3 separate regions of the Sus scrofa genome follow, and regions 2 and 3 are each linked to region 1. A link is a contact called in public Hi-C and HiChIP or PLAC-seq data. All regions are on one chromosome and are shown on one strand. Each heading gives the region's core, a stretch centred on a gene start, on an enhancer-like site or on the middle of the called end of the contact. The rest is flanking DNA. Distances are from core to core; before and after follow the strand shown. Region 1 holds the start of SNAPC3 (snRNA-activating protein complex subunit 3). Region 2 overlaps TTC39B (tetratricopeptide repeat protein 39B). Region 3 holds the start of PSIP1 (PC4 and SFRS1 interacting protein 1).

Region 1 (4,002 bases), core at 641-3,140:
AGGGGCTACAATCCAGGAATTATAAATTTCACTATTACACACACAGTTTCTCCATAACAGTATCATCATAGAGCAGTGTTTCTCAAAAGTGGTTGGCAGACCAGAATTCATCTGTTGGTCTGTTATCCTACTGGTACAATGAGAGTAAGCATTTAGAAATGTTCATAGCAATGACAGTGATTTTTCTGTTGAATTTAATAAAAAATTTGGAGTTTTATTGTCTTTTAATTCCATTTTTCTGGTAATTCATCTTTATCCTATTTTACAGATATAGATCTGTCAAAAATTAAAAAAAAAACTAGTACTTTATCATACTACCAGAGTATGATAGTTTGAGAAGCACCGTCAGAAAAATTAGCTTGCACTGAGAAACCTATTTAAATAGATTAATTGTACGTTTGTAAACATTAAAAAAAAAAAATTTAAATATGGACTGAATATTACAGTTAATGCATTTACTGTTAATTTTCTTAAGAATAATAATACCACTCTGATTAAGTAGGAGAATGATACTTTTAGGAGCTATATGATCATGTATTTCGGGGTAAATTATCATAATGTCTGCAACTTACTGAGTCGTTCTGCAATAGAAGACACACAGCGAATATCTCAAACACAAAGAGCTAAAGCCAAGATGGCTAAATGTCAACAATGCCTGAATTTAGTGGATAGAATGATAACAATACCATACTGTCGACTTCTGAATAATACAATGTTGAAAGAAATATTTAAACAAATGACAAAGTCCTCCATACCCCAAAGTCACTAGGTCGGTATTCTCTGGGATGACTTCTGGATCCTCCCCTTCCTCAAGGCACTTCAGTTTATCAAGGCTAAAACAAAACAAACAAAAAAAAAGCAATCACGAATCCTTCCGTAGCGCGTTGAAGAGTGTGTCCTAAATACGTTAATGAACAATTAAGAAATCAGATAAAATCCAGCAGGCGCCTCAGAGGAGGCCAGAATTAAAGGCGAATTCTGTGCGATATTCATTAAGTAAAAGGATACATGGCGTTTGAGGAGGCCAATACTGTTAAATAGACAAAGAGATGTTACTTTCATATTTTCACCCAAAATAAGGCACTCTGGGGAAAATCTCATTAACAGCATACCCGGGAGGTCGCCAAAAGAGACCACAGTTAATCAAGATTCCATTCTGGTTTAACATCCTTCCAGCTTCTTCGTTCCTAAGGTCCTTCCAACATCAAAGTGCCTCTCAATGGCAGATACCCGTCGCTGTTACTATAATTGTTTTACTACATTAACAATCACTTAAAAAACTAGTGAGTAGAAAAATGAATCTCTTATGCAGCTCTCTCCCTTCACTCCAACTAGCAGAAATTGTGCATTCCGATCACGGGACTTCTCCCGTCACTCAGGGAAGGCTTTCACCAGGCTGAAAGCTTTGAAAGGGCAGCCTGTCTACCCCGGGGGAGTAAACCACAGGCCCGCCCTAGGATGAGTCCCAGCGGAGCGCAGGAGCAAGGCTGCACCTGGGTAGACCCCAAGTCCCAAGAGCCCCTCGGCCCCGCACTCACCCGCACACCGCCCTTAGCTCTGCTGCCGCTTCCAGGCTGCAGCCCAGATCCCGGGCCACGGCAGCATCCTCCCGGCCGGAGTCGGCGACCGTGTCGCCCTCGGGCACCGCGGGTGCCGGAGGCTCCTTCAGCGACAAGTCCCCTTTTCCGCGCAGTCGGCAGCGCCACAGCTCCCCAAAAGCGCCCACGTGGAAAGCGCGTGTGTTTAGCTCAGGAAGCTCGTACTCTGGAAAGCCGCAGCCACCACTGCTGGGGGCCGGGTCTTGTCTGTCCTCCATCCTGCCGCACGCTGGACCGCCCCGACTGCCTTCAGCCATATTCGTCCCACTCCCTTCCCTGAGAAAGCCGGCGGATCAAGGCCTCGCGGAGCATGCTGGGACTTGCAGTTGCGCGGGGCCCGGGCCAGCAGGCAACGAGGCTGCACGTGCCCAACTTCAGGTACTACATTTCCCGGCAGGGCCTGAGTCGTACCCGCCCCGGGGCGCGGCACCGCGAGTCTCCGCGTGCGGGGTTGAGTGCATTGTTCTCCGCTGGCGGCGTTTCGAAGAGTGGCTTGGTTTTCTGTTCACTGCAGCTTGTGTGACTGGTTTTTCGGCTCTCCGGGTTACGCAGCGTCGCTCTCTGCGGGGCCGAGCGGCTTTGACAAGCCCATGGCCCCACTCAGTGCTTTCCTCTCGGCCCGGGGGTGTGGGACTTTTCGTTGATTTAAGGGTTGCGTGGCTGCCTCACTGTCCCAGAGCCTGAGAGCCTTGGGGGTCGAGGGCTGAGACGGGGTGGGGGGGGCACTACCGGACCTCCAGATCCGGTTCCTTGAGAACCTCCCCAACGCCCCCCACCCCCAGTAATATATGTATCACTGCTGAACAGGCGCAACATGCTGTTGATTTTTTGAGCACTTAATATGTGTCAGACACTGTACATTATTATCCCTAGTGTATATTTTAAAAAATCACAACAACCTTGCCAGGCAGGGATTACCATCCCCATTGAGCTACTGAGGAAGGAGTTAACCTCCAGGAGACAGAAGCAAGGTCAGAACTCAATCCGTCTAGCTTCAGATGGCACTTTCTCCATGTGTCCGAAGCCCCAGAGGAGGCAACGTAGCAGAACATATGGGAGGAGCCTTGATTACTTACTTATTGCTCTATAATTCACATACCATACACCTGACCCGCTGTAAATGTTCTTTCAATGGCTTTTAGTAGATTTACAGTTAGGCAAACAGCACCACAGTCAATTTAAGAACATCTTCATCACTTCAAAAAGAAACCCCATTTATTTTACCTATCATCCCAACTCCTCCAGCCTTAGGCATTTAATATGAATGGCATCATATATGTGATCTTTTAGTGACTAGCTTCTTTCATTTAGCATGTTTTCAGGATTTATCCGTATTGTAGTATGTACTGGAACCTCACTTTTTTATGGCTAAATATACACAGTGTATGGATATATGACGTTTTATTTATCCATTTATCAAAAAAAGGTCTACCTTTTGGCCATTATGATACTACTGCTAAACATTCATGTACAAATTTTTGTGCAGTTTCATTTCCCTTGAAGATATATGTGTATCTAATGATATATATGTAGGATTGCTAGGTCATGTGGTAACTCTGTCGTTAAAGCATTTGAAGAACTGCCAGACCTTTTCACAGTGGTTGCCCCATTTTACACTGCCACTAGGATTGTATGAGGATTTTGATTTCTCTACATCCTTGCCAATGCTTGTTATTTACTGACTCTTTGATTATAGCTATCCTGGTGGGTGTGAAGTGGTATCTTGTGGTTTTGATTGCATTTTTCCAGTGACTAATGGTACTGAGCATCTTTTTGTGTGCTTTTTTGACCATCTGTCTTTTTTTTTTTTCTTTTTTTTTTTTTTGAGGAATATTTAAGTCCTTTGCCCACTTTAAATTAAGTTATGAGTCCTGGTATATACCGGTAGGTTGTCGTAGAAGACATCCGTTGTTTTTGTCTGCTTAGCAGTTTGTTTCTTAGCATTGACCCTGCCTACTCCTTTTGGTCCCCCAGGGGCTGCCAATCATAGAACCATTCTCCCTTTGCCACAGTGATTGGGTCAAGGATGAGTAAGTGACTCAGCTAGAGCCAATTAGAATCCTCCCATGGAATTTTTATCTATAAAACACCCTTCCTCCATTCTGAAGACCTAAGGATGTGCCCTAGACATAGCTTGTGCCAGCCAGTGGACGGTTAGAAGGAAAAAAGCCAAGAGTTTAAATAAGGAAAGGCAGAAAAGAGAAAAGTCATGTGTCTTGGAATGATGTGTCTGAGGCCAACTCCTCCCCTAGACTTGCCATTATGTAAACCAGTAATTTTTTAAAAACTTTTTGCTAGTTTGAATTGAATTCTCGAAACCTGAGGACAATTGGTCTTCCCAGGGCCTGTAAACCCTGGTCCAAATCCCTCAACAGGGGGAGCTCTCACTCCAGAGAAGGAGGTC
Region 2 (4,002 bases), core at 1,042-3,541, 110 kb after region 1:
TATTTATTTAAATGATTTTTATTTTTTCCATTATAGTTGGTTTACAGTGTTCTATCATTTTCTACAGTACAGCAAAGTGACCCAGTCACACACAAATATACATCTTTTTTCTCACATTATCCTCCATCATATTTCATCCTAAGTGACTAGATAGAGTTCCTTGTGCTATACAGCAAGATCTCATTGCTTATCCACTCCAAATGCAATAGTTTGCGTCTATTAACCCCAGACTCCCAGTCCATTCCACTCCCTCCCCCTCCCCCTTGGCAACCACAAGTCTGTTCTCCAAGTCCATGAGTTTCTTTTCTGTGGAAAGGTTCATTTGTGCTGTATGTTAGATTGAGATTTTTCTTTTAATCAGTAGGTAAGGATGGCCAGAATTTTACAGAGCAGGAGAGAATCCCAGTAAATTTGTATCATATACTGCAACTAGACATGTTGAACATCCTGACATTCAATGGTCATTTGCTGATATAAATTTTAAGATTAGTTTTGTTTTGTTTTTGTTTTCGTTTAATAGTACAAATGATGAAAACTGTCCCTGTGGATAACTACCTCAAGCCAGGTAACCAAGAGCAAGGCACTTGGAGCCAAAGCTTCCTAATGCCTGCAGTGGGACAAAGTGAAAACACTCATGCAGTCCATCTGGGAGCATTCCGAAAATGAGGATGAGTAGAATTTATTCATGCACTTAATGCTTTTAGAATCCTGAAGTGTTCACATTTTTAACAGTTTATTTAGTAATACTAACACGTGTGCATAGGTGGTATTTCTCCCAACTTTCCAAAATGGAAAACACTGAGATTCGTGGGAATTCTTTTTCAGCAGATGGCAAGCAAACCTACTCTGATTTCATAAATAGTAGATATGACTTTACTAAGGTGTGAGGCTCCACAAATTCTATTGTATTGCTGATTATATTGGCAATTTAAAAAGTGAAGCTACCAGCTTGAATTATTTTTTTCTTCTAAAGACTTAACTGCTTTATCTTCCTTTGTAGTTTATGGTAGAGAAGGCTACATTTTAATTTAGGTAAGAGTCCCCTTTTTTTTGATATATGCAAACCCTGTCCAAGTCAGGGTTTTAATTTTTGTTTAGTTTTTCATTATTCCCATGGCATGTGAAAGTTCCCAGGCCAGGGATCAAACCCAAGCCACAGCAGTGACAATGCTGGATCCTTAACTCGCTGAGCCACCAGGGAAGTCCTCCAAGTCAGAACTTTAAATCTGCATGCGGTGGGTTGAGGGGGAGTAGGTTTCACGTGACAGAAGGTAAGGCTCACTTCAGGACATGGGACATGTTTAAATGAACTCCCTTCTTTTTGTCAAAAACTGAAAAGCATTCCATTTCCATTATGGCAATTTGGTGACAATCACCCTTTCCTTAATTATTTAAGGACAAACACAAGGCTCCTTAACATGGCCTTATTTGACCCAAAAAACCCTCTTCATGCCTCAAACTTGATTTTCCTTTTCTGTTCCCACATCTCTGTCATCAGCTGGTACTGTTGCTCTTCCTCCAAAACACTGCTCCCTACTGTATCCTGGCCCCCTTTCTCCATCTCTACCGTGTCCCCAGGCCTCGGCACAGTGTCTCACCCTGTACCTCCTGGAGAGCATCCTCAAGGTCTCCTAGCTTCCCCTCTGCCTTTTACAATCCACCCTCACCCTGCAGCCCAAGTGCTCTTTTACAAATGGTATTCACGTTACACCTGTACTTCAAAGTTTTAGGATGAAATCCATCCACACTTCCTTTCTTTTGCTTTCCTCCTCCAGCTCATCTCCTGTCCCTCTGCCCTTCATTCCTCTACTGTAGCCACCCTGGCTTCTCCCCCCCCCCCGCCCCCACCTCAGTGAGTGTTTCCCCAGCCTGGCGGATTGCACCAGGCCTCCACGTGACCAGCTCCTTCTCAACTTTCCATTCTCACTTGGAAGATCAGGTTCCAAGTGCAGCTTTCCTTAGGTTACATCTCCAAAGCAGCCTTTCTCTTTACTTCTGTTTATTTCCTTGTAGATAGGATCACTGTCTGTATTATTCCGTACATTTATTGTCTTCTCTGTCATCTTCCTCACTCCATCGGGTTTCAGTGCTGGAAGTGGAAACTGCTTTACCTAGTTTAAGGAAGAAAGTTTAAGAAGGGAATCAGGTGCTTACAAAATGCATAGAGGGGCTGATGGCCCAGTTTTAGGCTAGGCCTCTGGAATGACCCTCAGGGGCATCCAGACTGATGATTCTGGAGCTGATTTCCCAGCACTTTGTGGTGGCTTTGATTCTTACATCAGAAAGCTGGAATAGAGAAGCCTCTGCTGCCACTGTGTTTTATATACTGGAAGGTGGAGAAAGGATACTGAGCCCTGCTGTTGAGACAACCTCAGTCTTCTCACCCTTGCTGGACAGCAGAAGTCAGAAAGGGGCAGAAAAATGACCTCAGACTTTCAAATCTTGTACGGGTATATCTCAATGGATGTAACCTAACTCTCACCCAGAATCAACTCACTACTACAGCCACAAATCTATCAGGCTCCCCAGAGTTCCTGTCTCTGTGAATTGTGCTACAGTTCCTGAAATTTCTGCTGTGATTGGTCAAAACTCTATTGACTGTTCTGACTGGTTCTGTTGTCTCCAGATATATCTCAACTTCTTTTTTTTTTTTTTTTTTTTTTTTTTTTTGTCTTTTCTAGGGCTGCACCCACAGCATATGGAGGTTCCCAGGCTAGGGGTCTAATCAGAGCTGTAGCTGCCGGCCTACGCCAGAGCCACAGCAACATACGATCCACGACTCGACCACAGCTCATGGCAACGCCAGATCCTTAACCCACTGAGTGAGGCCAGGGATTGAACCAGCAACTTCATGGTTCCTAGTCGGATTTGTTAACCACTGAACTACCATGGGAACTCCCTCTCAGCTTCTTAATTTTGGCAGTTCTTTATTTTTACGCTGGCTGCACTTTTCTGCCAGTTTTCACTCTAGATAGCTCTTTGCCTTAATTAAAAAGAAACAATTAAAAAGACTGAATTTTAGCGGTCTGCACCATTATTCTTGTGTAAATGCTGATGGTCCTTTCGGTTCTGCAAGTATTTAGATCAGCTAAGAATTAGTAAGGAAGCTTAGCTTCAGATGACAGCAAATCAAGCAGACCCTTAATATTCCCTTTTAAATAAGATCCATTTTGTAATGTATATTGGTGTGTCAAGTGTGTAGGTCAGTGGTTACCTAACTCAGTTTTCATTAGGTCGCTCAGAAAAAATAATTGAGTCTAAGCCTTAACCTTGTGAGATTCCTGGGCAAAACAGAATTCTCATAATAAGCAGGTTCTAGGTATTAGAATTTGCTCGGAGGGGGTAAATAGAAATGTAAAAATTGCCTAGACCAAATTTGGGACAATTTGAATGCCAAAATAAGCAACGGACCATTGAAAATAGGTCTCCTTGAGTCCATGTGGATGATGACCAACTAGACAGATGTATGGAGGAGACAGGAGGGCATTCCTTCCTTCCTTCCTTTCTTTCTCTTTCTCTCTCTCTATTTCTCTTTATCTCTTTCTCTTTCCTATTCTTTTTAGGGCCGCACCTGTGGCATGTGGAAGTTCCTGGCCTAGGGGTCAAACTGGAGATACAGCTGGGGTCCATGCCACAGCCACAGCAGCACTGGATCTGAACTGCATCTGTGGCCTTAGCTGTGGCTTTTGGCAATGCCAAATCCTCAATCCACTGAGTGAGGCCAGGGATTGAACCTGCATCCTCATGGAGGCTATGTCAGGTTTTTAACCTGCTGAGCCACAATGGGAACACCAACAGGGAAGCTTTTACTTTCAGTAGAATGCCAAGGGCCAAGTAATAGCAGATGAGGGAGTGCTGGAGATGGAAAAGCAGTGTTCAGCTAGCCTAGTAAAGATTGAGTCAGGCAACCATCATTGTGGGTGCAGAATCTAGAGACAGGCTTCAGGGAGGTGCGTGTTACACTGTCTCTCCATAGATTCCTTATTACTTTCAAGACAAAAA
Region 3 (4,002 bases), core at 957-3,456, 79 kb before region 1:
GGAATTGCTGCTCCCAGGGATCCTGGGCTTTTGTTCTCTAGAGGCTTAAACTACCACCTGTTTTGCCCTGACTTATTGTTTAAAGGGTACTGCCTGTTGTCTACAGACTATCAAAAATCGAAATTGCCAAAACTTAAAAATAGCGAGAGCTAAGTTTTTAATTTAAAAAAGAAAAGTAACACTGAAGCCATTTTCCCTCTGTTTTCCATTTCTTTTCTGAGGACCTCCTCACTCACAATAACCACTCCCTATTATTGGTGCTATCATTTACCACTAATAAAAAGTTATCTTTTAATATAATTATAATTTATCTATTAATATATATCTGTCTTCCCGATTTGATTTTAAGTTCCTATGATCTGTAGTATCCTGCATAGAAGCAGTTTCTCAAACCGGAATATGAGTAAGAATCATCTGGGGGTCTTGTTAAAATGCAGATTCTGAGTTAGCTGGTCTGGGAAAAGGCTAAGTTTCTTCTAATAAGCTCCCAGGTGAAGCCCAACCTCAGGGCCCTGGACCGCACTTGGAGTCGCAAAGGCTTACTGGGCTTAAAACAAAGGAGGTGCACAAAAAATGATTGCTGAATGATGATGCCTTAGTCTTATCTACTCAGTGTCTTGAATTTTCTTTAATACGTCTTTCTCTGCTTTTTCCTGCGCACGATTTATGACTAACTGACAATTATTCCTTTGTGTTAACTTAGCTGTGCCCTTCCTTCCCTTTTTCATAGTCAACAGTGTTATCCAGAAACCAGTCACTTAGGGAGTACAGTACTAACATCCAGCTTCCTTCTACTGACATCTATTTTGTAGCAAGCAAGAATAACTTTTTAAAGAATTATCTTTAACTTTCTTGTTCAGCAGTAATTAGTAGCTCCCTAGTATACATATCAAACGCAAATTCAGGATGGGAGGCTTCAACACTTTTCTCCAGCCCCCCTCTCTCTTGCCAGTCAGTTTCTGTTTTGGCATCACTTGGAACCCTCTGCATGTTGCAAAGTATGCTTTAGTCTTCTTGAAAGACATTTTGTATTGGGAACATCTTCTTTCATTCTTTTTAAAGGCCTATGTATATCTCTTTCAAAAAATTCTCAATTTTTTGCTTATTTAATATTAAGCTTTTTTTGATTTCATCCCAGTTGAGTCCTTCATTTAAAGGAGTATGAACTATGTACTTTTTATATATTTTAATATTCTTATTCTTTTTTCATATTTTCATTGTTTTAAATTGGAATTATCTGTGCTTGTTGTTCATGGTTGTACCCCCAGCACTTAAGAATGCTTGACACACAGTAGGTACTTTAAAAAAAACATACTAAAATTATATTGGCTAAAGGATTAAGAAATTAGAAAATCCTTTAAGAGTATTTTAAAAGATAAAACATCTGAGGTTCAGTAGTACTTTTACACTGTACCACCTACCAGCTACTATTCTACTAGGGAAATAAAATTTAGATGCCGCTAAAATTAAGTCAGGGCCCAAACCCACATCCTATCTGAAAGGCTTATGCTTTCCTGTCATTGTTTTCTATCCTGCACGGTTTGCATTCGTTAAGATTGCATTTTTCTTAATAGTTCTTGGTGCTTTAAATTTAAAAGCAAAGAAATGGGGCTTTCTCAAATTACAATTTCAAGAAAAGGAGCCTGCAAGCCCCCTTCAGCGAGGCTTAAGAGGCCTACAAGCTGCACAGTGCAATCGCCTTATGCTCTGATTTCATCTATGGGTTTTTGTACAGTTCTTTTTTGGATGGTGCAAACCGCGCAACTGCAGCAATGAAAACCTCCCCACCCTGGGAAACGATGGAAGAACATGTTAGCTTAGGCTGCCAGGTTCTCCCTAACACACAGCCAAGGGCTGGAGGCCCAGATACCCGCCCCCAAACCCTGTCCACAACAATCGTTTCCTCCCTCCCCGCCTTTTACATACAGTACACATACAAATACACACACGCAGAGCAGCCAGCAGGGGCGGGCCGGGCCCGACCATTCCACAAACCGCAGGGGGGAACCACAGCGGGCCGACCTGTTAGTGTCCACTCCTTTTCTTCTTTGGACCCGTATCTCTCTCTGTCTGACTGCAACTATTAGGCCAAAGCGAACTTGGGGATCTATGGCCTCCTGAAGTTCCTCTCCGGAGCCACAGACCTTTGGCGGGTGCTGCGTTACTCCCCCTCGTCGGCGAGCAGTTGGTCCCGCCCCAGTGCTAGCGGGCGCCGAGCGGGAGCCGCGCGGGAGCAGCGCAGCGACGGCGGCGGCAGCGGCGGCGGCGGTTGCGATTCGGAGCCGTTGAGACGCCTCTGCGGCAGCTGGTGGCGCAGGTGGCTTGCGTGGACGCGGGCAGAGGCGGCCGGTCCGCCACCGCAGCCCCAGCGCCCGCGGCCCCGGCAGGTGAGCGGGCGGCGGGGACTCGCCCCGCCCCCCCTCGGTGGCCTCACTCCTGGCTGTAGCGGGGAAGTGGCCGCGGCCCGCCCGTGAGCCGAGGTTCGGCCCGGGGCTGCTACTATCGGGGAAACAGGCTAGGGGAGAGGTCGTGTGTGGATAGGAAGAGAACGTTCGCCTTGCTTTTGCCATCTTTTTCTCCTCCTCCCCCTCCCTCTTGGGGCTTAAGCTTGGGGGAAAAAAGCCAGAGGAAAGATGGGGCTGGAGAGAGAAGAATTGGGCTGAGAAGCATCTCTGCCTCAGGTGGTGGCGTCTTTTCGGTCGTCGAGCGGTGGACCTGGCGGAGCCTGGAGGGGAAGCTCTCGGGCTGCGGAGGCCGAGTACTCGCGGGGGAGGAGCAGGAGGCGGCTCTCCCCTCACTCTCCCACCCCCACCCCTGCCCCTCCACGGTCCTCCCCTCCCCCGTTCCTCCCCGTACAGCCCCTCCCTTCGGGTTTCTGAGCTTTAACCGCCCTCGGTGCTCTCCCTCGCAGGAGCGTCGGGACACCCCGAGGCATCCTCTCCCTCCCGCCGCCCAGGGGAGCCTCGGCTCCCCTCCGCCCTCCCGCATCCCCTCGGCGTCCGCACCACCGCTCCTCCTCCCTGGGCTTCGGACCCCCGGCCTCGCCCCCGAAACATGACTCGTGATTTCAAACCTGGGGATCTCATCTTCGCCAAGATGAAAGGTTATCCTCATTGGCCAGCTCGAGTAAGTGATTTTTAGCTTTCTCATTTAGCGATGCTACCTTTTTCAGAGGCCTACTTCCTATCCTTTTCTCTGAATTTTTTTTTCTCGTTTCTTTTTCTCTCCCTCGAGTTCTTTAGTCTCATTTATAAGCTCACCTTTTTAGGGTTTTTTTGGCCCACTAATCTCCCATGTAATTTAAAAATCCTGATGTTTTTACATAACTAGGTATTTTTCTGTGGTTTGTTTTTGACAGACTTTGGCAGGTTTCTTTAATAGAGATATTTAAAGGTGATGCAATTAATGTTCCACTGTAGGTGAAAATAATCAAGTATAGATTTGACGTTTAAAAATTAATGAAACATTGACCTTTTCCTAATTTTGAGTAAAATGCAAAATACCAGTGGGATCTATGCAAACTATTTAGGTGTCAAAGAGTTGTATGTGATTAAATTGAATTCATAGGTACTTTTTTCCTGTTCTATAGTAGATCAGGCCTTTTGGATTGACTTGTTTAATATGATAGAGGATTGGATGTTCTTGAAAGTTTTATGATAAGATAGCATCAAGGATGGTTTATAAAACTTATTTTTGTGTTTTTACTGGAAAAGTTTGCCTTATGACCTTGAAGAAGTTGTTTGATTACTTTGATTGTTTCCCATAGGCAAAAGGAGAAGTAAACCCAGATTCCTGTAGTACATGCAGTACGGAGAGGTGATTAAGGAGCCAGGATTTTTTGTTCAGAAATTTAAGACTAAAATATCTAAGCACCATTTTCAGAAAAAGATCTTTTAGTTTATGGTAGAACTCAGGTTCTAAGATAGTGATAGAACCTAAAAAATGTTGAGTTCAATTAGATTAGTAACCCCAAGATCCTCCTTAAATATAAACATGTGTCTA

The links. A called contact is a pair of places that touch in the nucleus more often than the background predicts. HiChIP or PLAC-seq counts read pairs in DNA pulled down with a chosen protein or histone mark.
Region 2: a contact with region 1 is called in a Hi-C map of skeletal muscle, with 4 times the contacts expected there. The contact joins the enhancer-like site here to the promoter of SNAPC3 in region 1. A contact is called at or near these places in 13 of 47 Hi-C or Micro-C datasets (alveolar macrophages, brain, embryonic fibroblasts and 5 more) and 2 of 2 datasets of contacts at active chromatin or transcription factors (alveolar macrophages and skeletal muscle).
Region 3: a contact with region 1 is called in an H3K27ac HiChIP or PLAC-seq map of skeletal muscle. The contact joins the promoter of PSIP1 here to the promoter of SNAPC3 in region 1. A contact is called at or near these places in 3 of 5 promoter capture datasets (fetal liver, fetal skeletal muscle and liver), 3 of 47 Hi-C or Micro-C datasets (fibroblasts, heart right ventricle and liver) and 1 of 2 datasets of contacts at active chromatin or transcription factors (skeletal muscle).

Annotation. Positions count from the first base shown.
Region 1 is chr1:207,250,530-207,254,531 of Sscrofa11.1, forward strand. SNAPC3 (snRNA-activating protein complex subunit 3) reads right to left here and starts at 1,891. Exons shown (of 9, transcript XM_001927743.5): 1 at 1,539-1,891; 2 at 756-833. The coding sequence starts at 1,855.
Region 2 is chr1:207,359,635-207,363,636 of Sscrofa11.1, forward strand. The region is part of intron 2 of TTC39B (tetratricopeptide repeat protein 39B); the gene reads left to right. Among named protein-coding and RNA genes, the nearest start is that of TTC39B, 14 kb to the left of the region's middle. Within about 2 kb of position 2,292, at least 2 of the 83 cell types and tissues checked have an H3K27ac peak or open chromatin away from gene starts, as enhancers often do. A contact at or near this core is called in skeletal muscle, where this site is marked.
Region 3 is chr1:207,171,308-207,175,309 of Sscrofa11.1, forward strand. PSIP1 (PC4 and SFRS1 interacting protein 1) reads left to right here and starts at 2,207. Exons shown (of 11, transcript NM_001243670.1): 1 at 2,207-2,387; 2 at 2,912-3,126. The coding sequence starts at 3,055.